Linked DNA regions of Pan troglodytes: region 2 is linked to region 1. Evidence: chromatin contacts called from public Hi-C data. All regions are on one chromosome and are shown on one strand. Each heading gives the region's core, a stretch centred on a gene start, on an enhancer-like site or on the middle of the called end of the contact. The rest is flanking DNA. Distances are from core to core; before and after follow the strand shown. Region 1 has its middle 200 kb from the start of TPK1. Region 2 has its middle 42 kb from the start of CNTNAP2.

Region 1 (6,459 bases), core at 2,819-5,318:
AAAGGACTCCCTATCCAATACATGGTGCTGTGAGAGCTGGCTATCCATCTGCAGAAAAATGAAACTGAACCTCTACCTTTTACCATATACCAAAATTGACTCAAAATGGATTAAAGATTTAAATGTAAGACCTCAAACTTTAAGAATCCTAAAAGAAAACCCAGGAAACACCATTCTGGATGTCGACCTTCGGAAAGAATTTATGATTAAGTCCTCAAAAGCAATAGCAACAAAAACAAAAATTGACAAGTGGAAGCTAATTAAACTAAAGACCTTTTGCACAGCCAAAGAAACTATCAACAGTTAACAGACAATCTGCAGAATGGAAAATATTTGCAAATTATGCATCTGACAAAGGTCTAATATCCAGAATCTATAAGGAACTAAAACTAATCATCAACAACACAACATTAAAAAGTAGGCAAAAGACTTAAACAGATACTTCTCAAAACAAGATATACAAGCAGCCAACAAACATGTGAAAAAATGTTCCACATCACTGATCATCAGAGAAACATAAAATCACAGTGAGACACCATCTCATACCAGCCAGAATGGCGATTATTAAAGTCAAAAAACAGATGCTGGCAAGGCTGCAGAGAAAAGGGAACTCTGCTACACTGTTGGTGGGAATGGAAATTACTTCAGGCACTGTGGAAAGCAGTTTGGAGACTTCTCAAAGAACACACAACAGAACTACCATTTGGCCCAGCAATACCATTACTGGGTACATATCCAAAAGACAATAAATGGTTTTACCAAAAAGACACATGCATTTGTATGTTGTCACAGCACGATTCACAATAACAACAACATAGAATCAACCTAGTGTCTATCAGTGGTGGACCAGATTTAAAACAATGTGGTACATATACACCGTGGAATATAACACAGCCATAAAAAAGAATGGAATCATGTCCTTTGCAGCAACATGGATGCAGCTGGAGGCCATTATCCTAAACACATTAATGCAGAACAGAAAACCAAATACCACACGTTATCACTTTTAAGTGGGAGTTCAATGTTGGGCACTACTCATGGACATAAAGATGGCAACAATAGATACTAGGGACTACTAGTGGAGGGTGAGAGGAACGGAAGACAAGGGTTGAAAAATTATTTATTGGGTACTCAGTACCTGGGTGATGGGATCCGTCGTACTCCAAACTTCGGCATTACACAATATACCATGTAAAAAACCTGCACATGTACTCCTTGAATCTAAAATAAAAGTTGAAATTCTTTTTTAAAAAGAGTCTGTCATCTTTTCTCTCTCTTGTTCTCTTTGCCATGTGACACACCAGGTTCCCTTCACCCTCTGCTATGAGTGTAAACTTTCTGAGGCCCTCACCAGAAGCAGGTACTGGCACCATGCTTCTTGTATAGCCTGCAGAACCATAAGCCAAATAAACCTATTTTCCTTATAAGTATACCCAGCCTCAGGTATTCCTTTATAGTAACACAAAACAGACTGATACGCATTGTACCAACATCCGTTTCCTATTATAGTTTTGATACTGTACTATAACTATATAAGATGGAACCATTAGGGGAAACTGAATGAAAGATACAAGGATCACTCTGTAGTATCTTTGTAATGGCCTGTAATAAAACTCCAAGACTCTAGGTGGAAACAAATATTGTTTTCTCACCACATCATGTTCTCATTACCATGGTACAATTCATTTATACAATTTGAGAATCTATGACCGTAATCTCTATACAGATGCTCCTTGTCTTATGATAGGATTACAGCCCAATAAACTCATCTTAAGTGAAAAATATAAGTTGAAAATGCATTTAATATGCCTAACAAAGTGAACATCCTAACTCAGCCTCACCTACCTTACACATGCTCAGAACACTTACACTAATCTACAACTGGGAAAAAATCACTTCACACACAGACTATTCTATAATAAAGTTATTATTTAAAAATTTGCATTGTCTGGGCACGGTGGCTCATACCTGTAATCCCAGCACTTTGGGAGGACAAGGCAGGTGAATTACATGAGGTCAGGAGTTCGAGACTAGTCTGGCCAACATGGTGAAACCTCTTCTGTACTAAAAATACAAAAATTAGCCAGTTGTGGTGTCCCACGCCTGTAGTCCCAGCTACTGGGGAGGCTGAGGCATGAAAATTGCTTGAACCCACAAGGGGGAGGTTGCAGTGAGCTGAGATCGTGCCACTGCACTCCAGCCTGGGTGACAGAGCGAGACTCTGTATCCAAAACAAAAAACAAAACAAAACAAAACAAAAAACTTTCAATCAAAATTCAAAGCACAATTTCTCAAAATGAATGCTATTTGCACAGCATTATAAATCAAAAAATCACAGGTCATACTATAAGTTGGGGACTATCTTATTCAAATTGCATTTGAAATTTAGTTTGGGTCTAATTTCTAAATTTGTGCCTATTTTTAGATCTATTTTCTTCTTGCTGAAATAACATGCTTTTTTTAATGCTATTAAACTTGAATATCTGTACTCAATAATACGGCATCTTAGAATTTTGCTTTTTTCCCTTTATTACTTGTCATATGCTTTTATTACTTCTTGAAAGATGGTTTTTCTTTGTTATTACTTTGGATTGGAGACTTAAAATGGTGGCAGCAGTTGTTCAGAATAACAACAACATTTTATGTAGAAGTTTCGAATCTTTATTCCATGAAGAAAAGTAATTCTGAAGTTTTAATGAAAAATCTATTAATTATTGCAATTATGTTGTTGTTTGAACCTGCACCACTGGAAAACAATGCATGCTATTCTTCCAAATCACATTTTAATGACTAACAAGTTGACATTTACTAAGATTTTATTGTATTCTAAAAGCATTTAATTTTAAACATGAACTCTATCAACCATGTATTTAATTGATAACTAAAGATATTCCCCAATGTAAAAACTATACTGTTTATAAATGAATGATTCTAAAACTTAAAACTCATTTTCGTAGTAACAATGTTACTTACAATTGATTCACAGATTAATCCATAAAGTCAGATTTAAACCTAGAGGAAATTTAACTACTTGCAGTGCTAGAAATAATGGAAAACAATAATGTAATGTGACATATCTTTAAAATACATTTTTAAAATGTTTGAACCCCTGAAGTCTGTAAGAAGACATTTTCCCTGATATAATCAGGAAAAGAATTTTTTTAAACCATGTGTTCGCTTGCTTGTTTGTTTTACCTCACCTCTGGCATTTTAGAGAGACGCTGGTTTAGTTAGAAGCAAATGAGCAGATTTAAAAAAATCCCAGGGAAATTTCCAAGACTTCTGGGCCCTTTCTAGGTCTTTGAGTAGATGATATTGATTCTTTACTACGATTTTCTTTTTACATATCTAAGCTTCCACGCTTCTTTGTTTTCCATAAAAATGAATTGTCACCAGTACTGTCATGGACCTATCAGCTATGATTAAAGCCTGGTGTCAAAATCTTTCACGAAGATGTATTCAAACAACAAAACAACATGTCCCTCATGTTCTCTCATCTTTGGTTCACTCTCTCAAATTTCTTCTGCTGTTACACTTTGTTAAATTCCGGCCTCAGGCTGACCTGTAACTTGAATGGGACTCAGGGCTTCCACCCACATCCTGCCTTTATGCAAGGTCACGCTGCAAGATCGAAAGGTTGACTTGAATGGTTTCAATTTGATCTCTCTATGCCAATTATGAAATTGTAGGCTCTCAACTTGAAATGCACCCTTCAACATATGCTCTGTGATAGATGATGGAATCCCTTTAAGCTTCTCCCCTTCAAAGTGAGTACAGCATTAAAAGGGTCGAGAGGGAGACTGCAGCAAAAAGGGGCTGTCCTGAAGTCCCTGACTGCAGTGTGTGAATGGATAGTACAGGTTCAAGAACATCTGTGAGCTCTGTATGAGGCACAGGCCCACAGCAGTGCCTCCGCAACCTTGCAGCTCAGGCTGGCATAAGCTTTCCATCGAAACCTGTGTCCCAGAAGCCTCAGGCCTGAATTCCCTCTTCAGCCCCTTCACCTCACCTGTCCTGCCTGTGCCCCCAGGGGTTTCCTATTGAGCCTCTGCTTTCTCTGCAGCCCACACTGCTCTGATCGCCTGCTCTCCGCCTGCCCTGTGGAGGCGGCTTTCTGCTAGCCCAGCTGCTGCAGAACAGCTCCAGCTTGGACAAACCTGGGAACTTTTCTGCGGTCCTAGGATACAGAAGGAGACAAATAAAACAGAAAAAAATAAAGGGGCCTGTAAATCTGCAAAAGTTAATCCTAAAAGTGTTAATGCTCAGATATGCATGCAAATTCATTATTCCATTCCTTTTGCTCAAAAACAAATTGCTCCACCTAGGAATAGAAGACTAAAAGAGGGAGAGTTGCATGGGCTGAGATGAGAGGAAGAACTCGGCTACCCAGAAGACATTAAAATAACTCCTCCAGCAGCTGGTGGAAAGGTGGGGGAGTCCTCTGTTTAAGACAGAAAATGGAAAGGCCTCCACCCAGCATTGATGACTCCCTGGACTTTTGGGGACGTCCTTGAATGAACTGAAACATATATTTATTCGTAAATTTTGTTTTAATGTTCAGACTGCTTGTATATTTTCGAGGAAGGTGTTTGGTCAAATCTGTTGGCCTCATTTAGCATTATTTATCCTGTATAATGTTAATTATATATTCTAACCTCAGGGGAAGCCCAAGATGTTCTTTTTGTTGTACCTCATTTTAGTACCAGAGAAGAAAAAAGATCTCTTATGCATCTCAGAGGCCATACAAAATCCTAATCAGACAACTAATTGGTCAATGATTTTAAAATCAAAGTAATTCCAGCTCCATAAAGAAATTCCTAAATTGCAAATTATCTTAAAAAAAAGAATGATCTGCTTTAGGAAATCCTCAGTTCCCATGGCTAAAGGTGTTCAAGCAAAGACAGATAATCTGGAGAATTATAGGAAGGATACAAACCACACAGGTCTTATCAGCCCACAGGTTCCATGATTCTGAAAGTCAGGGGAATTTAAAATAATCAAAACAAAGTTAATTGAGTTCTATTTTAGTCTATAATTCCAACTTCATGTTTCTGTGGCACAGACATGGGCTCATTTCTTTCTGATTAAGGTAGGCCTAATTGCTCCAAAGTTGCACACAGAGTGTATGTTCAGAAATTCTTAGGTGATTTGAGAAAGCAGCACAACAAAATGATAAACCATCAAGGAATAATGGCCCCTATGTTATGCCATTGACTTCTGAACCTGTGTCATTAATATATTTTTCAGAGTTTATTGATAACTCACCCACCAAACTGTTTACAAAGTATAGCAACTGCATACCCTTAGAACTTCTAATTGCTGTGAGAAGATGTGGTCACAGATTCAGAAGTGACTATTTAATCCACTTCCTTTTGTATCACTTCTCCCTCTGTTGCCATGGGACTGAAGCTTCATGTTCTCCCAGTTCTTAGGCTGACATTTTATCTTTTGGTCTGTTCAAGTGTAGCAAGTTTGTATTCAATTCTGCATGAAATTTAAAACATGTCACCACTCTCCTAGAGACATCTTCTACTGCTTTTATAAATGTGTCCATCTACTGTCCTGAATAGGAGAGCACTAGTTCATCCCTGAATAGATGGTATTAATTCACTAAACCCTAAAGATTTTTGACCTTTTTAAAAACAGATTCCCACTGCACAAGATGTTTTACAAGTGACAAGGACTTCTGTGCATTGAGATGAAATCAGTACCATTTAAATGGAGCATATTTCCTAGGGAGATTGTGGACAACACGGCATTCAAACAATGTATCATGTTAAATCAGAAACATTTTGAATAATTTCAGTTGTGTTTTTTCTGAAAGGAAGTGTAAAAAATGTTATGCCATAAATTGAATCTAAAATCAGCAAAGGGATTAGTAACTTAAGCTGATATTGATATAGTTTAGCTGTGAAGCTGAATAACACTCTTGAGTATGAAGGAAGAATATGCTTAAGCTAGAAAGTAATTAGACAATGAATTATCCAAATTGCTAGGTAGAAATAAGACCTAAAAGTACACGTGATTTAAAGTCAAGAGACTTGAGTTCTATTTCTACTTCTGCCACCTGGTGAAATTTACCTTCCCTACAAATTTTTTCAAAAATAAAATGAGTGGTTTGAATTAGAAAAATCTCTGAAGTCTTCTCTGGATTCCACAATCTATGATTAAGCAGGTCAACACTGCAATAAGTAATAATCTGTGGTACAAATAGATCAAGCAAAGGTTCTACATGTAGTCATTGAAGAAATATTTATTAAGCAAGTATTATATTTAAAAAATTGTAATAGATATTTGAAAAGCAAAGTCTATAGAAGAAAATTTCATTTTGGCATATATGTACAACATCGCAATAGAGGTATCCTGAAGACCCATGAAGATGCAGGTACAGAGTTTAGGAGGAAACTTGGAGCTGGAGCTATGGATTTTTGAGGGGCCAGCATGCACTTCTCTTTAGCC
Region 2 (7,143 bases), core at 2,144-4,643, 1.1 Mb before region 1:
TTAATTATGCTATGCAGGTTAATGAGAAGAGAATGACCAGGACAACACTCGCAACTTCCTTTTTTTTTTTTTTTTTTGCATTTTACTATCCGCCTTGACCACTGCCAGCCAAACCCTCATCCTCCCTTATCTGGAAAGAAGAATTAGCCAGTTGTTGAAAAGGAGGAACAAGACGAAAAAATTAAGAGGGTCCCAAGGATTACAGAAGGCATGAATTTATTAATACCACCATTTACTGTCCAGGTAATTTTTATATCCTCACCATTAGAGTCAAAACTTTCATGATTTTGCTCTACTCACCTCTGGTTTTGCATCTCTAACATCTTCAGCTTACTTCCAAACTTTCTCTATGCTCCCTCCACCTTCCCCATGTTTATCTAGAATGGGTTAAAATTCACCCACATCAATTCTTACTAGTTTGCCACCACTTCGCTCTTGGTACAATATATCTTTTGGGAATAGAGGTCCAAGATCATCGAGCATATTTTATTCTTCTTAAAGGAAATATTCCATTCTATCCTTTGCGTATATATAGCAAGTATACAATTTAAAAACGACTGTTCAACATCTTTCTTTCTTCTTATTTTTTGAGATCTTGTGAAACAAGGACCTCATTCATTATTCTTGGCTGAGGAGTTTCTCATAAGCTAATTCACATATACAGTACTTATAAAACAATTATGATTTATCCTTTATCTTCTAAGAGAAGATAAAGACATATTTGATTCTTTAAAGAACATCTATAGATCATACAGGCAGCATGTAAAAGTTAACCCTTGAAGAATCTGCTGCTCTGCACATTTGGTAGTGTTCACGGAAGTCACACACAACTAAGTTAAGTGATTCTTAACTTAATTCTATTGACAATGAGCTTCCAAATAACGATATTTTTGGCTGGCACACCGAAGAAAGACTTAAAAACTTTTGAAGTCATTAGCAAGACAACAGCTCAATCATTATTATAGTGTTAAGTATGCCTCAGTGACTGTAAATCTGTCCACAGATACTTCATTTTGCTTGGGTGCACCATGATGTTGTTGAAGGAGAACTGTTCACTGCAAAATCGCTCACATTTAGTTCTGAGACAAAGCCTGTATATTCCAAGAAGCAAACCTTATACTTTTTAGGAAGAATCCTAGGAATTAAGTGAAATTAACTGCCTTTTCCTCTTGTAAGGACAATATATATAATGTTATTTTTACACTTAACAAGTGCCCAATTTACTTAACCTTCTTCCTTTTACATCCAGCAATTTTCTCTTCTTGCTATTCCTTGTGACATAATCTGTTCCAATAGGTTCAATCGTATCTTTTGTCCACCAGATATGGAACCATGTGTGTCTTTAGCTATTGCAAAGACAATGTTTTCATGTTGATCAAAACAAGGCAACAAGCCCACAAGGATTTTCTCACAGCTTGACAACCACTCATCCAATTTCACCCTTTCATCAGGGTTCAGTTTAAGTCACAATACATCCTGATGCCTTATTATTTCCTCTACATCCCAATAATTTTTTCTTTCTACACCATTTACATTCCATTTGGTCTGTGCTAGTTTATATTATCACTGCTATCTTCCTTCAAATAAGGGAATATTAGTTGTGCTCTTGAACATTTCTCTACTTCTCACAGAGTCAGGCTTCTGATAAATGTCAAATTAAGATATTTAAGCACATTATTGCTTTGTAGTCACTTTTCCCCTATTGCATTAGTGTGTAAAGGACGTTGACATTTCCTTCTCTTGATTAATCCTTCATAGTTACAATTACAAGAGTATTTTATGAAAAGCTGGAGTAGAAATATGCATATGATGTTATTTAGGAGAATGAAAACACTAAATGCCCTTAATGTACACAAAGAGTAAGAAAGGATATTTTTGTGGGCTCCATCTTTTAACAATTATTTTTTTTTTCAAATATAATCTCTTTTTCTCTTATTTACATATACTTTGCAAACTTTGGTCTGTAAAAAATAACACCTAGCCATTTAACATTCTTTCTGATCATTTTATCATAGTGATAGAACCTTACATAATTAATAACCAAACACAAACATCCCTTACTATCCACAATAACAAAATGAATTTTTTTCTTTCATATAAGAGATAGAGACAGAAGCCTTTCATGTATACTGGCTTCAAATACTGTGTTGAAGATGATAGCAAATACAATGGGTCAAGAAACTGCTACAAACTTTGGAAAAAAGTAGGTGAAGTTTTTTCCACTATTGTTTTTATTCTTTTGATAGACTTGTTTACCTAGGAAAATGAGAATAAGTTGATTAATGAATTAACAGGATAAAATATAAATATAAAAATTATAATGCTCCTTAGTTTAAAAATAAAAATTAACAAAATGAAGTAGAAAGAAAATTCCATTTCTAATATTCACAAAATTATAACATAGTTTATCAGGATAAAAGAACACTATTACTTAATCTATAAAGGTTTATGAAAGCAAACAAATAAATGCCCATATGATATTTTTGAAAGTAAAATCCAAAACATGAAAATTTCAACTCTCCCAAATTTAATGTGTTAATTTAACATAATTCCAAGTAGGAAAGGCCATAATTCCAAGTAGGAAAAGCCATTTAGGAAAAGCAAAATTCCTCTGGAATTTGATACAATTATATTAAATATTGTATGGAAAATAAATGCCTAAGAATACACAAGGAAAATTTGAAGACTAGAAATAGAGGTTGTCTAAGCAGATATTAGAACATGTTATAAAGTACTGCAATCAAATCGATATTATCACGTTTGATTTGTTATTATTTGGACATGTAATTTATGATTATTTTAATGTAAGATATTGACAAATGCTTTTTTGGTGATATCTTTATGAGATTCTGGTGTCAGGATTATGCTGGCAAGCCCTACAATAATTTGATAGTTTTCCTCCTTACTCACTTTTTGAAACTGTATGTTCAAAGTTGTTATTATTTATTATTTATATGTTGATTAGGCTTCACCAGTAAAGTCATCTTGAACTGGAGTGTTTGGTTTGAAAAAGTTTTTGATAATTAATTCAATGTTTTTTCATGCAATACGGTTCTCCAGATGTTTTCTGTCACTGTAGGAGGCAGAACTCTAAGATGACTCTGAGATTCTCGCTCCCAAGTGTACAGTCCCTACTTCTTTAAGTGTGAGAAGAATATGTGAGTATAATTGGATATCACTCCTGTTACTATTTTATATGGCAGGAGTGAAATAATTTTACAGATACAATTAAGGCTTTTAATTATTTGACTTTATGATAGTCAAAAGGGAGATTTTCCTAGTGAAATGGGAGAGTTTCCTGATTCCCCTTGCAAGATGTTTGACAGCAGTGTGACTGGCCTGTTTAGTTGCCCCTAAGCTCAAACCACTAGGGGGAGCATGCAGACAGGCAGGTGCAGAGGCCATGGAGAGTGCTTTGGGCTGTCTGTCTTGCAGTAGTGTCTAGGGGTGTGTGCCCACAGCCCCAGCATTACAAAGCTCTTTCAGCTTTGCAGTCCACAGGCAGCTTGAATGTTAATCAGCTCAATGGACCCTCTGTCTTATCGCAGGGGCAGAGGGCCAGTGTGACAGCCTTCAGTATCCTGACCTCTTGCCCAGTGTCCCAGAATCGGATCTCATGCAGGATCAAAGGATGAGTGCAAGGTTTTATTGAGTGCTGGCTCTCAGTGAGATGGATGGGGATCCAGAAGGTGGGGGAGTGGGGGAGATAATCTTCTCCTGGAGTTCAGCTGTTCTTGGCTGAACTCCTCTCAACGTTCAGACTCCTCTTCCCTCCTTCTCTGCCATACCCCCCCGCCCCTCCTGGCTGCTGTCTGTCACTGGGTTCCTCTGCTCCACGTGACATTCAGCCACTTGTGTGTGTGCCTGCTAAGGTCTCGGGTTTATATGGGCACAGGAATGGGGGGAGTGGTGGGCCAGGGTGGTCTTGGAAAATGCAACATTCAGGCATAAAAAACAGGAGTGCCTGTTCTTACTTAGGTCCTTGGTCACAGGCCCTAGGGTGCAGCCCTCGCCAGGGACCCCAACCTTCTCTACCCAGCACTTCCCTGCCCCCTTCCCGTATTACTGGGCTGGGGGTGGGGTGCTGACGTAGTTACATAAACCCTTTAAAAGTGGGACTAGACGACAGAGAAGAAGAAAGCAGAGAGCTTCAATGCATCAGCAGAGCATGGGCACCTACCTGACCTAGGTAATCTGTACCTTGACTCCTGATCCATGGAAATTGTGAAATAAAAGTATGTTGTTTTAAGCCAACAAATTTGTGGTAATTTGTTACACATCAATAGAAAACAAATAAGTGTAAGCAAATTGTGTCTTTTAAAATTTGTGTCCATTTAATCTAAGATGTTGAAATTTTAGTCATAAAATGTTCATATTATTATCCTATGACTCTTAGGTATGTCATGATATTCTGATGCCTATTGCTGATATTCGTAACTGGTCTTTTCCCCTTTTTTCTCTCCTTAATTTTTTTTTTTTCATAATCAGTTTTGCTAGGATTTTGTCAACTTTGTCTTTTCAAATGACCAAATTTGGCTTTGGAAGTTTTTTAAATATTTTGTTCATTTTTTGTTTTATTGATTTCTGTTTTTACCTTTTGTTGTAGGCTGAATGTGTGTGTTCCTCCAAAATGTGTATGTTGAAGTTCTAATGTCTTATGTGATGGTGTTTGGAGGTGAGGCCTTTGGCAGGTAATTAGGATCAGATGAGGCCATGAAGGTGGGGCTCTGTGATAGGATTTGTGTCCCTAGAGGAAGAGATTCCAGGGAGCTTGCCTTCTCCCTCTCTCTCATTTCCGCTGTCTGTGTTCTCATCCAACAAGGAAGGCAGTGTCAGCACACAACAAAATGGTGGGTACCTACAAGCCACTAAACAGCCTTCACCAGGAACCAAATTGGCTGGCACCTTGATGGGGGACTTCCAGGTTCCAGAGCTGTGAGAAATAAATTTCTGTTGTTTAACCCACGCAGTCTACTGTATTTTGTTATGGCAGTCCAAGCTGACTAATACACCTTTATTATTTTCTTCCTTCAGCTAATTTTGAGTTCAATATTCTCTTCTTTTTCAACCTCCATGAGGTTGAAACTTGCATCATTCATTTTGAATCCCTCTTCATTGACTTCAAATAATAATTTTAAAATCTATGCATGATGAATAGAATATCCAGAAATAGACTCACATATATTTGATTTACTGATTTTTGTCAAATGTGTCACAACTATTCAATAGGAAATTTGCAATTAATGGAAGAGGAACAAATAAATAAATGAATGAAGAAAATGAACTAACTTCTACCTCATGATTCACATAAAAACACAGAAAATAAAATAAGAGATTCTTGAACATAAAATAAAATCTATATGATCCTGAAGGAGGCAAAGCTTTCTTATGTAAGACCATGAAAACACTAATTATACAAAGAAAGAGGAAAAAATGTGAATTTTACCACAATTTAAAACTTCTGCTCACTGGAATTCACAACTAGATAAAATAAATAGGAAAGCCTCAGGCTGGGAGACTATAGTACATTACATGTAATTGACAAAAGATTTGTTTACAAAATACATAAAGAATTCCTAAAAATCATTAATAAAAAGCCAGAAACCTGTCTTTCAAAAGTGGTCACAAGTGTGGAGAGTCATCTCATATAAAAGAATATTAAAATATCTATAAAAATGTTAAAAATGTATAATATATTTTTAATTAGAGAGATGCAAATTAAAACCATGAGACCATTTCATAACCAATGAGATGAACAAAATTAAAGGCAAATAAGACCACATGTTGACAAGGAAGTAGAGTAATTGGAACTTTTATATAATGCTGGTGGGAGTTAAAATGGATCAACTACATAAAAAACAATTTCCAGGCCGGGCGCAGTGGCTCACGCCTGTAATCCCGGCACTTTGGGAGGCCGAGGCGGGCGGATCACAAGGTCAGGAAATCGACACCATCCTGGTTAACATGGTGAAACCCCATCTCTACTAAAAATACAAAAATTTAGCCGGGCGTGGTGGCGGGCGCCTGTAGTCCCAGCTACTCGGGAGGCTGAGGCAGGAGAATGGCGTGAACCCAGGGGGCGGAGCTTGCAGTGAGCCGAGATCGCACCACTGTGCTCCAGCCTGGGCGACAGAGCAAGACTCCGTCTCAAAAAAATAAAAAAAGAAAAACAATTTCCAGTTTTCTTATAAAGTTAAATATATACGCTTATATTATAATACAGTTATACCACTAGGTATTTATCCCAAAGAAATAAAATTACAAATACATAAAAATACTTTTGTAAGATATATTTATAACAAATTTATTTACGACAGCTCTAAACTGTCAACGACTCAAATATCTATCAGTTGGACAATAGATAAACAAACTGTAGTATACTCAAACAATTGAATTCTACCCGGGAGTAAAAATACCTGTTGATTTATATAACAACATGACTGAATCTCAAAACACATTAAGCAAACAAATCTAATATCAAAAATTACATACTCTACTATGCCTTTTGTGTGTAGTTTTAGTAAAAGCAAAACTAACATGGAAAAAAATCAGAACAGTGTTTGTGGATGTGTTCATGCATGTGCCTGTGTGTGTTTGTATGTGTTTGCCTAGAAATGGGAACAAGGAAAGTTCTGAAGTGATAGAAACATCCTATGGTATATGCGGAGTCAATAGGGTCTTGATGCAAACAGAGATTTGAAATGTGTGCGTGTCGTGGTATGTAATTTTTTTTGTTTTATTTGCATGTGGATATTTCTTGTTTGCCTTTAGGCTTGGTCTTGCCAAAGAAAACGGATACTAAGGAGAAGGAAATGGAAGTAAGTAATTTCCACGAATTCCACAAATGGAGGAATCACAGTACGTTGCAATTATCTGAAAAGTTTCATGAAAAAAGAAACTCTCGAAAAGGCACATCAAAGAAGGGTAAGGGCATTGAAGAGAAGAGTACACACTGATAATAACGCAAGCAAGGTGTGTTCATAGAACACCGCGAAGCATTTTGATGAAAGACTCTATGGTAACACCAAGGTTAGAGACAGTATTTAGACTTCAAAATGTGAAACTAAGGAATTTTAATTTATCCTCTGCCTCATTTACCAAAGGAATGTTTTCCTCTCCTGCTATTGTCTTATTTCTTACCGG

What was found. A called contact is a pair of places that touch in the nucleus more often than the background predicts.
Region 2: a contact with region 1 is called in a Hi-C map of induced pluripotent stem cells, with 2.5 times the contacts expected there. The contact joins two enhancer-like sites. A contact is called at or near these places in 2 of 7 Hi-C or Micro-C datasets (both in induced pluripotent stem cells).

What each region holds. Positions count from the first base shown.
Region 1 is chr6:160,158,925-160,165,383 of NHGRI_mPanTro3-v2.0_pri, reverse strand. No RefSeq gene overlaps it. Among named protein-coding and RNA genes, the nearest start is that of TPK1, 200 kb to the right of the region's middle. Within about 2 kb of position 4,068, at least 1 of the 24 cell types and tissues checked has an H3K27ac peak or open chromatin away from gene starts, as enhancers often do. A contact at or near this core is called in induced pluripotent stem cells, where this site is marked.
Region 2 is chr6:161,227,856-161,234,998 of NHGRI_mPanTro3-v2.0_pri, reverse strand. No RefSeq gene overlaps it. Among named protein-coding and RNA genes, the nearest start is that of CNTNAP2, 42 kb to the left of the region's middle. Within about 2 kb of position 3,393, at least 2 of the 24 cell types and tissues checked have an H3K27ac peak or open chromatin away from gene starts, as enhancers often do. A contact at or near this core is called in induced pluripotent stem cells, where this site is marked.